Linked DNA regions of Mus musculus: region 2 is linked to region 1. A link is a contact called in public promoter capture Hi-C data. All regions are on one chromosome and are shown on one strand. The core of a region is the stretch at or near the end of the contact, and the rest is flanking DNA. Distances in the headings are between cores, read along the strand shown. Region 1 holds the start of 4933411K16Rik (RIKEN cDNA 4933411K16 gene). Region 2 holds the start of Abcc2 (ATP-binding cassette, sub-family C (CFTR/MRP), member 2).

Region 1 (7,306 bases), core at 1,681-4,180:
CCGTTTTCTGAGACAGTCTTTCCCTAGCATGGAGCACACTAAGTTAGTTATGGCAGCTGGCCAGGAAGCCCCAGAGATCCACTCGTCTCTACCTCCTCACGTCAAACCTTTATGAAAAATTTAAAATATGCAATTATAAGGCATTCCTTTCACAGAACCCCTCTCACTTGGAGGAATTCTTTCTCCATTTCCCTAAGTTTATGTTTATTCGATGTAAATAAAAATCCATGTACATTTAGGGCAGTGGTTCAGTGGTTAAAAAGCTCTGTGCACCTTGATAAAAGCTGCTGGCCTGGGTTCACACCTGGAACCCACGCAAAGGTGGAAAGAAATGACTCCATAAAGCTGCCCTCTGATCTCTACACAGATGCATCATATGCCCACAGAAAAGTTTAAACATTTAAAATGAATGTAATGCATACAGATTCACACTAGGGATGCCCAGAAAATAAAACTACTTCCCATCAAACTCCATAAAAAGCAACTGACCACATTTAAGGTATTTATGAACTTGGCCGTGCTTCGCCCCAGAGGTCTAAGGCCCACCGACTGGTAACCTCCCTGGCAAATGTGTAACAGATTCAAATCTATGCCAAAGATTTACTTGGAGGTCAGCAGTGACTCGGGGACCTGTCCAAAGAATTGCAGAAGTGGCTGCTTGATGTGGGAGTAGAGGGTCACTTCTTACTCCTTGAGGCCCAGGAGGCAGACACTGGAAGAATGCCAGGCTTTTGTGGGCGGGCAGAAGTGGCAGGGTGTGGAGGGATGTCACGGATAGGCTGAGAGGCAGGACAGAAGAGGACAGGGAGACAATCTCTGAGCAGAGGTCAGGAGACTGTGGGACTGTGGGGCAAGATGGATCTAAAAATCTCACTAAGTCATCCAGGAGTAGTTCTATCTCTGAACCTCAGGAACCTTGTTTATGACAGAGAAGACATCCCCATGGCTGTGGCTTAACACAACGCATCTACTTAAAAGAAGCACAGCAGGGCACTCAGGAGGCAGAGCCAGGCATATCTTTGTGAATTCAAGACCGGCCTGGTTTACACAATGAGTTCCAAGACAGACTGAGCCACACAGTTTCAAAAACAAAATCGTGAGTGGTAACCGTAAGTAGTCTTAATATTGGCAGCATCTATAGTAGCCACAGTCACAAGTCAAGCAATGGCGACATGACCCAGCTATGTCTCATACAGCTTTCCAGCTGTGGACACATGGATCTCTGTGGACTCTAGAAACTTGAGATGGCACCAAGAGGATGGGGCCTAAAGTCCCACCTGTCTGAAAGCCTGTCCCTGGTTCCTCTTCCCAAGCATCTGGCTATATCCTACTTCTTGGCAACAGTAGGCAGATTGGATTGGGGTCTCTGGCAGTACCCTAACCCAGACCAGGGGAGGCTGTTCTGATGCTAAGTCTGATGCAATGGAAAGGGCCCCAGACAAGGCCCACTTGCAGCACTGCTGGGGACATACCCTCTCTTCCAACCCTGCCCAGATGTCAGTTGACTACAGAGCCCCTGGACACAGAGTGAGGGTGTGCAGGGCTTTATTGGCTCCATTCAGGCATGTGGAGTCAGTGTGGGGCTTGTGGTTGCTCCTGTAATCTGCCTCCTGTCTTCTCTCGTGGGTCATCAGGGCCTTTGGGCTGTTGAAGCTGCGTCCTTTCCTCCTTCCCTCATGACCTCTGCTGGGGCCAGAAGCAGCAGGAATTTGGTTGGCAGTCTCTTACCCTGACCGCGTAGGTTTCCCCATAGAAGAGAAAACAGGCCTATGTATGAGAGCCAGCCCTGTGGGGGGCAGGGACACATGGTTTCAAGAGCCATAGATTGGGTTTCTGCGGTTGGGCAGATTATGGCTCTGGTGGCTTGGGTGACCTGGCTGACCCTGGTGACTCTGGTGACTCGAGTGACCTGGATGACCCTGGTGGTTGGAGTGGCCCAGATGAGTCTGGTGGCTTGAGAGGCCTGAATGACCCTGGTGGTTGGAGTGGCCCGGATGACTCTGGTGACTTGAGTAACTTGGATAACTCTGGGGGCTCAAGTGACTTGGATGATGACCCTGGTAGCTGGAGTAAACGGGATGACTCTGGTTGCTCTGGTGGCTTGGATAGGAATGGTGGCTTTGGTTACTATGGCGACTCTGGCTATAGACTGTGTGCGATTGGTTGGCCCCAGCTACTCCAGTTTCATGGTGAGTTAGGAAATTCCCTTTCAGTTTTATCTCCACCTCCTCCAGAGCCTTCAGCTCTTCTGGGCTGATGTTCCTGGATTCTGCATGGCCTTTACGACGGTGAGTTGTGGAGCGCTGCAGCATGGAGTTAGCCACGCGATGCCCCTTGGCATCAATCTCCTTCGTACAAGCTGCCACAGCAGCCCAGGTGTCATCCTCCATGGACGGGGACTTCCCTGACTCCCTCTGCATCTCTTTGGTCATTGAGCTTCCAGATATCTTCTGTTTGCTGGCAAACGAATCTCGGTGCAGAGCCGCGCCCCTTTCTCCGTGTTTGGTGGTGAGGGTATCCACGTGGAGGGTGGTATTGACTTCCCCATGCCTGCTTTCAGGTGAGTGGCCATTGTTGCTGACATAGCGGTAGGTGGGCAACCTCTCCTCGGATAGGCGGCTGAAGTGAGATTTGATCCAGCTGTCATTTGCTCGGTGGGATTCCAGAGGCTTGTCTTCTGTAGTCTCAGTGGCTGCCTTCCTTTTCTTCCTGTGAGCCCACAGCATGAGGCCTCCACCTCCGAGCAAGAGAGCGGTCCCCAGCACCACCCTGCATGATGGTTGCTGGAGGAACCCCAAGAAGTCCTCCAGGGCCCTAGGCCTCACAGAGAACTAAGAGCACAGTGGGAGTGCTGGAGCCCAGATGGTAAGGTTCATGCTTGAAGGGACCGGAGCCCTGCAGGTATCTGGCAAGCAGGCCCCTGCCTCGCCCTCCCTAGGATGCCCTCTGACACCTCAGCAATGAGCCCCATTGTGAGGAAGGCAGCTGGGGGTGGGGTGAGGCAAGGCCACCTCATCACTCAGACCTAGTCTGGCAAGCTTCCTGTAAGGATCAGGTCTTGTCTCCTTTTCTCCATAGAAAGAAAGATAGCATCATTTAACTCTTCTGCCTCCCACTTCCAAGGCTCTCTGCTCTTCTGTTCTGCTTAATTTCCAGTCTTCGGTTTCCCTTGTTCCTGTTCCTGATCTAGTGGCCGCCACAGGATAGAGGATACTGAGTCAGTTTGGCCATGAAAAACTGGGACCACTCAATTAGACTGATATCCATCCCTGGTCAATAAGTGTTGTACTCAATACCCACGACCCATCTCTGCTGTCAGCACAATATCCCTAGCTCTATTACAGGGAAGAGTCCAGAAGGGAAAGGGTCCGGGAAGGGGCTCATATGGAACAATGTGAGGTCACAATTGAGAACAAAGAATAGGCTGAGAAAGCAGAGCAGGTAGGACTGACTGCAGGGCCATCCCAGGGTAATTAAGCTACATCTTGCCTGAATAATAGCCAGCAGATACAGAATTTGCCCCCTGATAAACATGACAAAGTTTTGAGCCTGGCTAGCCTGCTCAATCTTGAGTAACTCCTATGTATATGGGGCTAGAAGCAGGCCTGTGCTACTGTTTCCCTCAAGGCAAGTAGCACACTTAGAGAATGCCAAATGGGGGCTGGAGAGATGGCTCAGCGGTTAAGAGCACGGACTGCTATTCTGAAGGTCCTGAGTTCAAATCCCAGCAACCACATGGTGCCTCACAACCATCTGTAATGAGTTCGGATGCCCTCTTCTGGTGTGTCTGAAAACAGCTACAGTTTATTTATCTGAGAGAAAGAAAGAAAAAAATGCCAAATGTTGGCATTGGAGAAGCTGTGTTGTTTGTAGCTAGAAAAAAAAAAATACTAGACAGTTAAGAACACTTACAGAGGTCTTAAGTTCAATTCCCAGCAACTACATGGCAGCTCACAATTTATCTAATATGGGATCTGATGTCATCTTCTGACATGCAGAGAGCTCATGAACATAAATATATTTTTTGTTGTTTTTCTAGATAGGGTTCTCTATGTGACCTTGGTTGTCCTGGAACTAACTCTGTAGACCAGGCTAGCCTCAAACTCATATCCACCTAACTCTGCACTACCCCCTGGCTGGAAAAAAAAAAAAAGTTGTGGTATCTGAGAGGCTGGAAAGCTAGGTCCAGAGCACTTGCTATTCTTCTAGAGGCCCTGAGTTTGGTTTCCAGTACTCGTCCAGCAGCTCAGTCCTCTGTAACTCCAGTTCCAGTGGATCTAACACCTCTGGCCTTATCTGGTGCCTGTATTCACATGCCCACGCCCACATGCAGACACACACCTAGACACACTTAAAAAGGAAATAGTCTTTAAAAGTTGTTGCCAGTCATGGTGGCACACAACCTTTAATCCCAGCGCTCAGAAGGCAAGGGTAGACAGATCTCTGTGGGTTCAAGTCAGCTGAGTCTACAAAGTGAGTTCCAACCTCTTACCTGCCTCAAAAAAAATGTTATTTGAAACATTTCCTTTAAAGAAGTAATGCTTTTTATATACACAAAAATGTTTTCTCTTTGAGAAGAAACTCTGGTCGATTCTATGTGGGGAAGGAATAAGGCACAGCTAGAAGCTTTGGGGACCTTACCTCTCCAGCCTTGCTGAAATAGCCCTGTGATTGTCCACTGACCTCACTGGAAATAACAACTCAAAGTCCACCTGTGAGACTATTGACAGGTGTAAGTCCAGGGCCACTGGCCCTCCTGGTCAACTCTTCCTGCTGGCCTTTGGTTATAATGTGCTAAAAGTTTTATTTTTAATAAAAAACTTAAATAAAAATATAATTACATCACTTTCCTCTTCTATTTCTCCCCTCCAACCTTTTCCATGTCTCTCCTCTCTCTCCTCCTCAGACAGATGGCCTCTTTTTCTTTTCTTTTTTTGTTTTGTTTTGTTTTGGGTTTATTTTGTTGTTTTTCTTTCTTTTTCTTTTTCTGTTTTTGTTTTTGTTTTTGCTTTAAGATGAGGTTTCTCTGTATAGCCCTGGCTGTCCTGGAACTCACTTTGTAGACCAGGCTGGCCTCGAACTCAGAAATCCTCCTGCCTCTGTCTCCCGAGTGCTGGAATTAAAGGCGTGTGCCACCACGCCCGGCTCTCTTTTTCTCTATTATTACATATATGTGTATATATATATATACACATACACACACATAGACACAGATATACATATAACCATTGCATATCAGAAATACAACCTGCAGAGTCCATATGTCCATGACTTCAAGGCTGACCACTTGGCACTGGAAAACTAATTAAGGTTCATCCTGGCAGAGGCTAATTCTCCCTCTCTTGGCAGTCAGTAGTTAACTGTCTCTGTCTTGAGGATAGAATCCATGAGATTCCCCCTTCCTAGTTTATCAATACTGTCATTGCTCGAGTACGGCTTAGGCACACCATATTTGGTTATAACTTTTATTTTACTTAATTTTTTTAAAGGATTTATTTACTTATTCATGTATTTATTATGTATGTGAGTACATTGTTTCTGTCTTTAGACACACCAGAAGAGGGCATCAGATCCCATTACAGATGGTTGTGAGATGCCACGTGGTTGCTGGGAATTGAACTCAGAACCTCTGGAAGGGCAGTCAGTGCTCTCCAGTCCTTTACTTAAATTTTTTTTTAAAACTTATGATTATAAAAACCTTTATTCAAGGTTCATTTTTATAGCTGAGCACAACATCAAGTCTGCATGCTGCACAAGATAGGAAAACATAAGAGCAGACCCATGCCTACTGTGGTGCTGACACCATTTCCTGCTTCTATATAAGACTGACAAACTTTTGCAGAGTTTATAATTTTCTTTTTCTTTTCTTTTTTTTAAGATTTATTTGTTTATTTTATGTATGTGAGTACACTGTCGCTGTCTTCAGACACACCAGAAGAAGATATCAGATCCCATTACAGATGGTTGTGAGCCACCATGTGGTTGCTGGGAATTGAACTCAGGGCCTCTGGAAGAGCAATCAGTGCTCTTAACCCCTGAGCCATCTCTCCAGCCCCCTATAATTTTCTTAACTACTGGAGACATCCCTTATCTACAAACTAAGGCCCACTTTCACTTTCCAAAACAGCTAATGGGGGTTGGTCTGTTGTAGCTGACACTAAAAGCAGCCATTGCATAGCTTTTCAATACTTTCTTATGATTTGTTTTTTTGGTAGTTCAACAGAACAATTGTGACCCAGAACTGACATGTATTTTCCATAAACAGAGGCTAAAGGTTTTGCATGGTCCTTTTATTAATAATTGTGGGTTTTTTTTAACACATTTGATAAAGTATTAGTTAATCTGTCCCCCCAAAATGCCTTTTACACTTATTTATTTGTGGGAGGGGAGAGACATGTGTACCATGGCATGCACGTGGAGGTCAAAGGATAGCTTGTAGAAACTAGTTCTCCCCTTCCACCTTACATAGATTCTGGAGATTGGACTTAACAAATCGCTTGACAGCAAGAGCCGTTACCCAGTGTGCCATCTCGTCCTTAACTTTTATTTTAAAGGAATACTCTTCATTTAAACAATCACAAATTAACAATACTTTATCAGCATTTGAGAGGCAGAGGCAGGGATCTCTGAGTTCGAGGCCAGCCTGGTCTACAGAGGGAATTCCAGGACAACCGGGACTACACAGAAAAAAACCCCGTCTCAAAAAAAAACAAATCAAAACAAATAACTTCACAGTCTCAGACTAAGCCTTCAAGAATATTCTGTGTTCATTGAAGCACCAAGGGCAGGTTCCCACCTCTTTGGAGGGCTTGTTACCCACACTGATACAAAGTAGCAATAGCATTTGGCAACTGTCTTTATCTTCTCCTGAGTGTTAAGATTGCAAGGTCTATTCCAGAAAGAGAAATATCAATGTTTGGCTAAGTGCAAGAACCTTGAAAAGACACCCCTGACTCTTCGTCCTCTGTGCCAGCCTATCTTGGCTGCCTATCTTGGGGGAATTATACTGAGCCACTGGCTAAGATCCTGAGGGCTTAGCTCCTATTCTCAAGTAAGGAAACTGGACTACAGAGGGAGTGTGATTTCTCTTATATTTTTGGTTGTGAGCCTAGCCTTTAATGTCTGAGCCATCTCTCCAGCCTGAGTGTGATTTCTCAGTTGCTATAATAGCCAGAGGAGGAGTCTTCCAACTTCAGAGATTGGTCGCCTTCCTCCCAAAGCCCCAATCTCCTGCTATGTGGTGAATGGAGGAATCAGACAGCATCAGGAACCCAGAAGCCAAATCCTTCCCTCTACCAACCAACCA
Region 2 (7,306 bases), core at 1,838-4,337, 1.7 Mb before region 1:
ACAAGCTTGACTCGGACCGCATAACTAGGGCGCATTTGATACCAGCATTGAACCAACAAGGAGATTGGTGACAAAGCACTGCGCTGGGCACCTAAACAGGCAAAGGGACAGTGACCCTGACAAAACTCTCAAAGAGGACTCTTTTCCTTTTGAAAGTTTGACAAAAACCCACTCCCAGTCCCGGCCCCCCAGCTACCACCCCCAGCCTGCAGCTCCCAGCCCCACCTCAATCCCCGGGTTCATGTGACTCCTACTGTTATCACCTCTAAATCCCACGATAACAATTGGCCACAGGTACATAAACTCATCAAACAAGAAACTCTAAAAGCCTCTTTTAAAAAGAGGATATAAAGAACAAAAAGAGGACAGGATGAAAGGCAGTAGAGGAAACAGATGGTAGATTTTATAAGGTGATTTCACAGTATCGCCAGACCGCTGACCACGTTGGCTACTAGAGCGCCCTGAGATCCACTTCTTTCACTCTCTGGGGGATCTCTGCTGTAGCCCATGGTCTTCCCATCCCTTCCCTGCTGTGACTGGTCAACGTTCAATCTAACCCTTATTTCCACCATGAGTGCTCGTCCTAACTGATGAAAGACTTTGGAAAAATGTAAAACCCTCATTTTAGGTCTAAGTTTTGTGACGTAAGTGACAGTTGGGCATTGGGGCCAAAGATTTGCTATATAGTTCGTTTGCATCTCAGGGTAGGTGCCGACTGTATAGCAGCCTTTTGATTTATTAAAGAGGTTCACACCTCAAATCCATAAAAGATAATGCTAATTTGACCCCTCGTTTGTGCTTAGAGAACTTAATATCCACGAGAATTCAGGGTCACTCTTCTCATACAAAAACCAAAGCTACTTTGGCTAAGAAATCTGGCCGGTGAGACATAGGCAGGACCATAGCATGGCCCTACTTGAAGCAGGATTAACTAACTGGCAAACTGGTTAGAGACTAAGACAAGGACACTAACCCCAAAGAAAATGGCCCACCACTACACCAAGGACTTAGAGTTTGAAAACAGTGGAGTTACTGTACCTGCTTGGCAAGGTAGAATTTAGTTATAGCAAATCTCTTGGTCCTGGATCTGTATATTCTGTAAAGTTGCCAAGGCGCCAAGAGCCAAAGAAAGCCCAAGGGAATCCACACAAGAACAGTTTGTTCAAAACAAAGAGGCAGGTCGGCTTCCGGACTTTTCAATAATGAGAGATTCTGGAGGACCAAAAGGGAAAGACTGGTGGGTACATACTTTTAAAAGACATCCCATTCTCCCAACATTCTCCAAATGCTTTCAATCAACTTGAATTCAACTCCACATTTATAACAATAACAAGCTTTACTTTATAACTATGTGTATTTCCAGGCTCATCATTAATACACTAAAACACAGTCACCATTTAATGACATGTAGTGGCTTTCCTCCTCTCAAAACGTATCTTCATGTGATTTTAAGTGAATGTCTACACTGACTAGTCTGCATAAAAATTACTAAAATATTTTCCAAATTATGGAAAGAAGAAAGAGTATTCCTCTCTCCAAAGGGGAAAGTAGTTTCCCAGGTCTAAGAGCACGCTACGTGGTTTCTAGCACTATTTGAACACACTGGTAGATATTCTAACCTGCAGACACCAGACAGAATGGTTAGACATGCTATGACTTTAGCCTACTATGGCTGAGAAGGCTCATATCAAAAGCAAGAGGACCTGGTACATTTCAGTGTCAAGATAACAATGCACTGTTGGGCAAAAAACATGTTTTAAACAAGAGTTTCATGTAATAAAGAGTCCTTGGAGACGGAGTTGTGTGGACGTAGCAGTTCCTGTATCAGGATCAGACAAAGGTAGATTTTCTTTTTCCATAGATACTTTTAAACAGATCTGTGGGTACTGGTGCTCTAAAGGAAAGGTCAAAGTATCAGACAAGATGATTTGTAGAATTCTAAAAAGAAATTTTCTCTCTGTGTGTGTCTCTCTGTCTGTATCTCTCTGTCTCTATCTCTGTATGTCTCTGTCTCTCTCTTTGTCTCTCTGTGTCTCTGTCTGTCTCTCTCTCCCTCTCTGTTTGTCTCTTTGTCTCTGTCCCTCTCTGTTTCTGTCTCTGTGTCTCTGTCTGTCTGTCTCTCTCTGTGTCTGTCTCCCTCTCTGTCTCTGTTTGTCTCTGTTTGTCTCTGTTTCTTCTTCTTCTTCTTCTTCTTCTTCTTCTTCTTCTTCTTCTTCTTCTTCTTCTTCTTCTTCTTCTTCTTCTCTCTCCTCTCTCTCTCTCTCTTCTCTCTTCTCTCTCTCTCTCTCTCTCTCTCTCTCTCTCTCTCTCTCTCTGTGTGTGTAACAGCCTTGGTTGTCCTAGAATTTGCCTGGTAGACCAAGTTGGTCTTAAACACACAGGGACCTGTCTGCTTCTGTCTCCCAAGTGTTGGGATTAAAGGTGTGTGCCATCATGCCCACCATACCTGACCTTCAAAGGGGATTCTCAAGAGATGATTAGCTACCTTTTAATAGTTTTCATGTCTTGGCCATGAAGGCTTGGGGGCTTAAGTTCTTCCTAACACATTAAGGACTATCTAATGTCTTCCCTGCTCCTCTCAACATTATGGAATTTCACTAATTACATCAGTACATCACCCAAAAGCTCAGACATTTGCCTTCTCTTTTCCTCCTACCCTACAACAATTCCCTTCCTAGGACTGAAGAAAGTGCATTTTTCTTTATTTCTCTGATAAGAGGCTCTTCTGCAGCTAGTCCGAGAAAATCATCTGCAGTGCACTAAGAAAATGCTAAAGAAAAAAAAAAAAAAAAAGGAATGCCTTTCCCACGTGTTATAATCATGTGGCTAAATTAAAATTTCTTTTTCTTAAAAAACAGAACTTTAGGCCAAATAAACCTCTAAATTTACCGGTTCATACCGATAGCCATGCTTGCCTGAGTTTGAGAAGAGGAAACCATGAGAATCAATGTAATTTCTCACCCAAAAAGTAGAGTTGCAGAATTCGTCCATCGTGATTTCCAGGGCACTTCTGTTACGATGACTTTCTATGATTGTCTTGTTTCTTCTTTACCATCTGCCTCAAGGGAAGCAGATGTTAAGGAGCAATGTGCTTTTCCCATCCTCACTGCCCAATTAAAGGCAAGTCTCCTGACCTTTCATCCTGACAACTTAATAGTTAACTTTGCTAGATGAATGCTATGTCATCCCAGTGAGCAGACATGTGACTGGGAATCACCAGATACTGGGAGGCTTATCACTTCTCCAAAGCCCTGCCCCTGTAGTGTGACCAAATCTAGAAAGAACCAATCAGAGACATTAATGCAGTTGGCAGGTCGGAAGTCCAGTACACAACCTATGCATCCCTGCATGTGGGGTTTTACTTCAGTTTGAACTCGGTTAAGAGTTCACAGAGATGTTAAATACCCATACCTCTGATTGTTGTTTTGTCTGGTTTGAGACCAGGTTTCTCTGTGTGGCACTCGCTGTCCTGGATCTCACTCTATAGACCATGGTGGCCTCAAACTCACAGATATCCACCCAAGTCCTGGGATTAAAGGCATGCATCACCATGCCTGGCTCCTCTGAGTTTTTTGATTAAGAACTTATGATAAACATAAAACACGGTTTAAAGTAATATAAACTTTGTTTGAAAAAGTCAAGTTATATCAAAGAGCGAAAGCATTGTGGATCAATGAACATAATTTGAGCAATAAAATGTTAGTCTTATTGGCAGGATTAGGTAGGGTTTTTTTTTTTGGTTGTTGCTTTTTGTTTGTTTGTTTGTTTGTTTGTTTGTTTTTTTCAAGACAGGGTTTCTCTGTATAGCCCTGGCTGTCCTGGAACTCACTCTGTAGACCAGGCTGGCCTCGAACTCAGAAATCTGCCTGCCTCTGCCTCCCGAGTGCTGGGAAAGGCGTGTGCCACCACCGCCTGGCTCTTTTTATTTTCTATTGTATCTTTGTTTTTCCATAATTATCAAGTATTATTTGTGTAGTAGCATTTAAAGGTGCATAACATAAAATATATCATCTTGATGAGTTCTAAGTATATAATTCAGCAGTGCTAAGTGGACTTATATTGTTAACCAATTTCTAGAACTTTTTATCTTGCAAAACTGAAATTTTATGCCAATTGCGCATAGCCTCTCTCCCTCCAGTTAAGACATGCTGTTTTGTTGGTAATAGAAACAATTCATATATTCTTTACTTATCTTGGGTTTTTTTTTTTTTTTTGGTTTTGTTTTGTTTTCTTTTGGGGACACAATCTCAATGTGGAACCCTGGAACTCATTTTGTAGGTCAGGCTGGGCTGGAACTCACGGAGATCTGCCTGCCTGTGTCTTCTGAGCACCACCACACCTGACTTATATTCTTGTTTATTCAAATAAGACATTATAAATGAGTTTTGCTATTCAGCTTCAGAATTAAACTTGTGTTTGTGTTGATTGCAAAACCAGTTGCAAAAAAACATAATCCTTCAGTCTGTGATGTTTGCCATGTCAGCAGGCATGTCTTCACTCAGGATGTTCTAATTAAAAGGAGATCTGAAGATATTCAGCGCATCACATTTTCACTTTCTGCTAGCGAAATATAACATAAAAAAATAGAAACATATTTATTTTTCTAAACTGAGGGATTTGCTACATTTGTCACAGTCCTAAGCCAGAAAAAAACCAGTGGTACTCCCCAGAGGCATTTAAACTCAGTAGATACTTTCATAACTGATGGTTCCATTGAGGCGAGAGCAATAGCTACTGGACTTTAGAATGGTGTCGATTTCTGATGGAAGGGAGGGCATTCAGTAAAAAAAAAAAAAAAAAAAAAAAAAAAAAGCTGAGTGTGTCAAAAAATTTCTGAAGTGGTGATAAATTGTGGCCATGAAAATTTCACAACTCTTTGAAGAAAGAAGAATTTGTCTTTTGGACTTTTTGAATGGCTGCGTTTGCTTTGATCAGGAAAATGTGGCAGGGATGATCCTGGGTAAAGAATCAAGCCCAGACCCTAGAGCACGCGTGTCTTTCTCATTGCCTTCACTTCATTTCCTGAAATGTGATAGCGAACTACCAAAAGATTAGATACCGGGGGGGGGGGGGGGGGACGACGACACAGATCGAACAGAGAGAGATTGCGTAATTCATCTTGACTCTGGCTGTAGTCCAAGATTGTGACTGACACCTTCCAAGACCACCACTCCGGTTGACTTTCCAGGTGGATGCTGGCCCAGAGGTAATCCCAGGAGGATCAGAACAATCACCCTACTGGCACACAGAGCTATGAGGAATTGTCAAATGTTGTTTTAATCCAGCAAGTCACTAAGCTGCTTTTCTGCACTGATATTTTTAATATCTTAGTATAGTATATTTTTAAAATGTTAGTCATTGACCCTCTCAATCATTTAAATGAGCTATAGCTAACCTGAAAGTTCCTACCAAACTACTTGTTTTAGGTTTAGGACTTGTGAGATTGCTCAGGGGGTTCTTGCTGCTAAACATTGTCCACCTGAACTCAATCCCTGGAACCCATAAGGCAAAGAGAGGGAAGCAGCTCCGGGTGATCTCTGCGCATGCCCTCGTACGCATGCACAGATAACAAAATGTGGCTTTATTTGTGGCATATGGCATTCGTACAATGCAAAAAGTTTCATCATGAGACTTTTGCAAAGATTCACAATGTACTTTGGTCATGTTCATCCATCCAGACTCAACTTCCCAAGTGTCAGCCAATATGTTTGGCTTTCAAATGAATTGTTAACAGTAGCTTTTCTTGGAGCCGTGAGAAAACCAGGCTTCTGAAACTTGCTTTTTATATTAGACACTGGAAGCCGGAGAACGAACAGCAAAGCTTTTGCAAACCTAAAATAGGTTTTATGAGAACTTACACAAGAAATACCAAAACCATTACATGGAATCACTGAGAATAGTAAAAGGATTAGAAGACTGAATGGGCAAATACGTCACAGTATTTTTAATAGGTAAGGATAGAGAGATGCTATAACACAACACACAACACACACACACACACACACACACACACAAGTCTAATTTCAACTATTGGAAATAACCAGAATAGTTCGTTAAGTAAAGAATGTTTTGAGAATTAAAAGAAATGATCACTCACAATAGGAATAAATACTTTAAAAGCAAACATCTAACCTAATTTAGTTTCTTTTCCTGTCTGGTCTTAAGTAATCAGCAGGCAAGGCATTCAACAAAACACCATGATTTCTGAGTAGTTTAAGATGAGAATATACTATACGGATCTTTAGTTGAACACTGATATGTTCAAAGAAACTAACAGAATGAAGTAACAGGTATTCTGCTAGCAGCTCGCATTGCCTTCATGATTTTTAAACATTTTATTAACCATTATTAATGTGTGTCAGAGATGTGTGCTGTGTGTATGTGGGATGTGTGTTGTGTGTGTGAGTGTGGGCATGTGTGTACCACAGCACACATATGGTAGGGGTCAGAGGACAGCTTTTAGGAGACTGCCTTCGTCTTCCACCATGAGTCCTGAGGACTGAGCTCAGGCCATTAGGCTTGCGTAGCAAACACTTTTACCCTCTGAGCCTCTTACCAGCCCACCTTTATTGATTTCATTGATGGCTTACAGGCATTAAGAGAACTTGCAGCTAATGGCTATCTATAACATTACAGTGTTCTTCTCTATGATGTCTGGACAGAGTCTCTCTGTGTAGCTTCCACTGGCCTCCTGCCTCAGCCTTCTGAGTACTGAAATACCACGCATGCATCACCTTGTCTGGCCATTGTAGATTTCTTAAACAAATCATTTTTTCATTAGGCACTCCTTTTCATCTCATCTAATTCTTTCAACAATTCTACAAAGTAGGTATTTTTATTCTTGTTTTACCAATCAGGAATCAGGGATCCAGAAAGTTTAAGAGAATTATTCTACACCCAACACGTTATAAAGAATAATGTATCATAGCTATCTGGCAGAAACACCAATACGTCTCTTTCCACTCCCAAATGAGGTTGGAGACACAAAAATGGATATCTACTTTGGGAAGAAGGAAAATCTGCAAGGTTCTATAACTCACTGAATATAAAATTTACACGAAAGGCAAATAGTGTGGTGATCCCCGTCCTGTAAAGACAAACACTAGGATTTTTTTTTTAACATTGCCAGCTCTTCTAGGACCTTGAAGATGAAGCCCAAGTCCAACATATGCAAAATTTTAGGAATGCTCCCACTCTCTCAAGTTAGACTTCTTATTTCCTTAGCGAACTTCCTCTTCGTAAGAGCTACCACTCATACTTAAAGGCTGTACTTTAAAGGACTGTAAGATAATAAAGGAGTCAGAAA

What was found. Promoter capture Hi-C pulls out the DNA fragments that hold promoters and counts their contacts.
Region 2: a promoter capture Hi-C map of liver shows a contact between it and region 1, with 5 times the contacts expected there. The contact joins the promoter of Abcc2 here to the promoter of 4933411K16Rik in region 1. A contact is called at or near these places in 4 of 39 promoter capture datasets (hematopoietic stem and progenitor cells, liver and pre-B cells).

What each region holds. Positions count from the first base shown.
Region 1 is chr19:42,047,852-42,055,157 of GRCm38.p6, reverse strand. 4933411K16Rik (RIKEN cDNA 4933411K16 gene) reads right to left here and starts at 2,930. Exons shown (of 1, transcript NM_025752.2): 1 at 1,530-2,930. The coding sequence starts at 2,726. The coding sequence ends at 1,812. The region is part of intron 1 of Hoga1 (4-hydroxy-2-oxoglutarate aldolase 1); the gene reads right to left.
Region 2 is chr19:43,778,089-43,785,394 of GRCm38.p6, reverse strand. It overlaps Abcc2 (ATP-binding cassette, sub-family C (CFTR/MRP), member 2), which reads right to left and starts at 3,087. Exons shown (of 32, transcript NM_013806.2): 1 at 2,962-3,087; 2 at 1,039-1,212. The coding sequence starts at 2,991.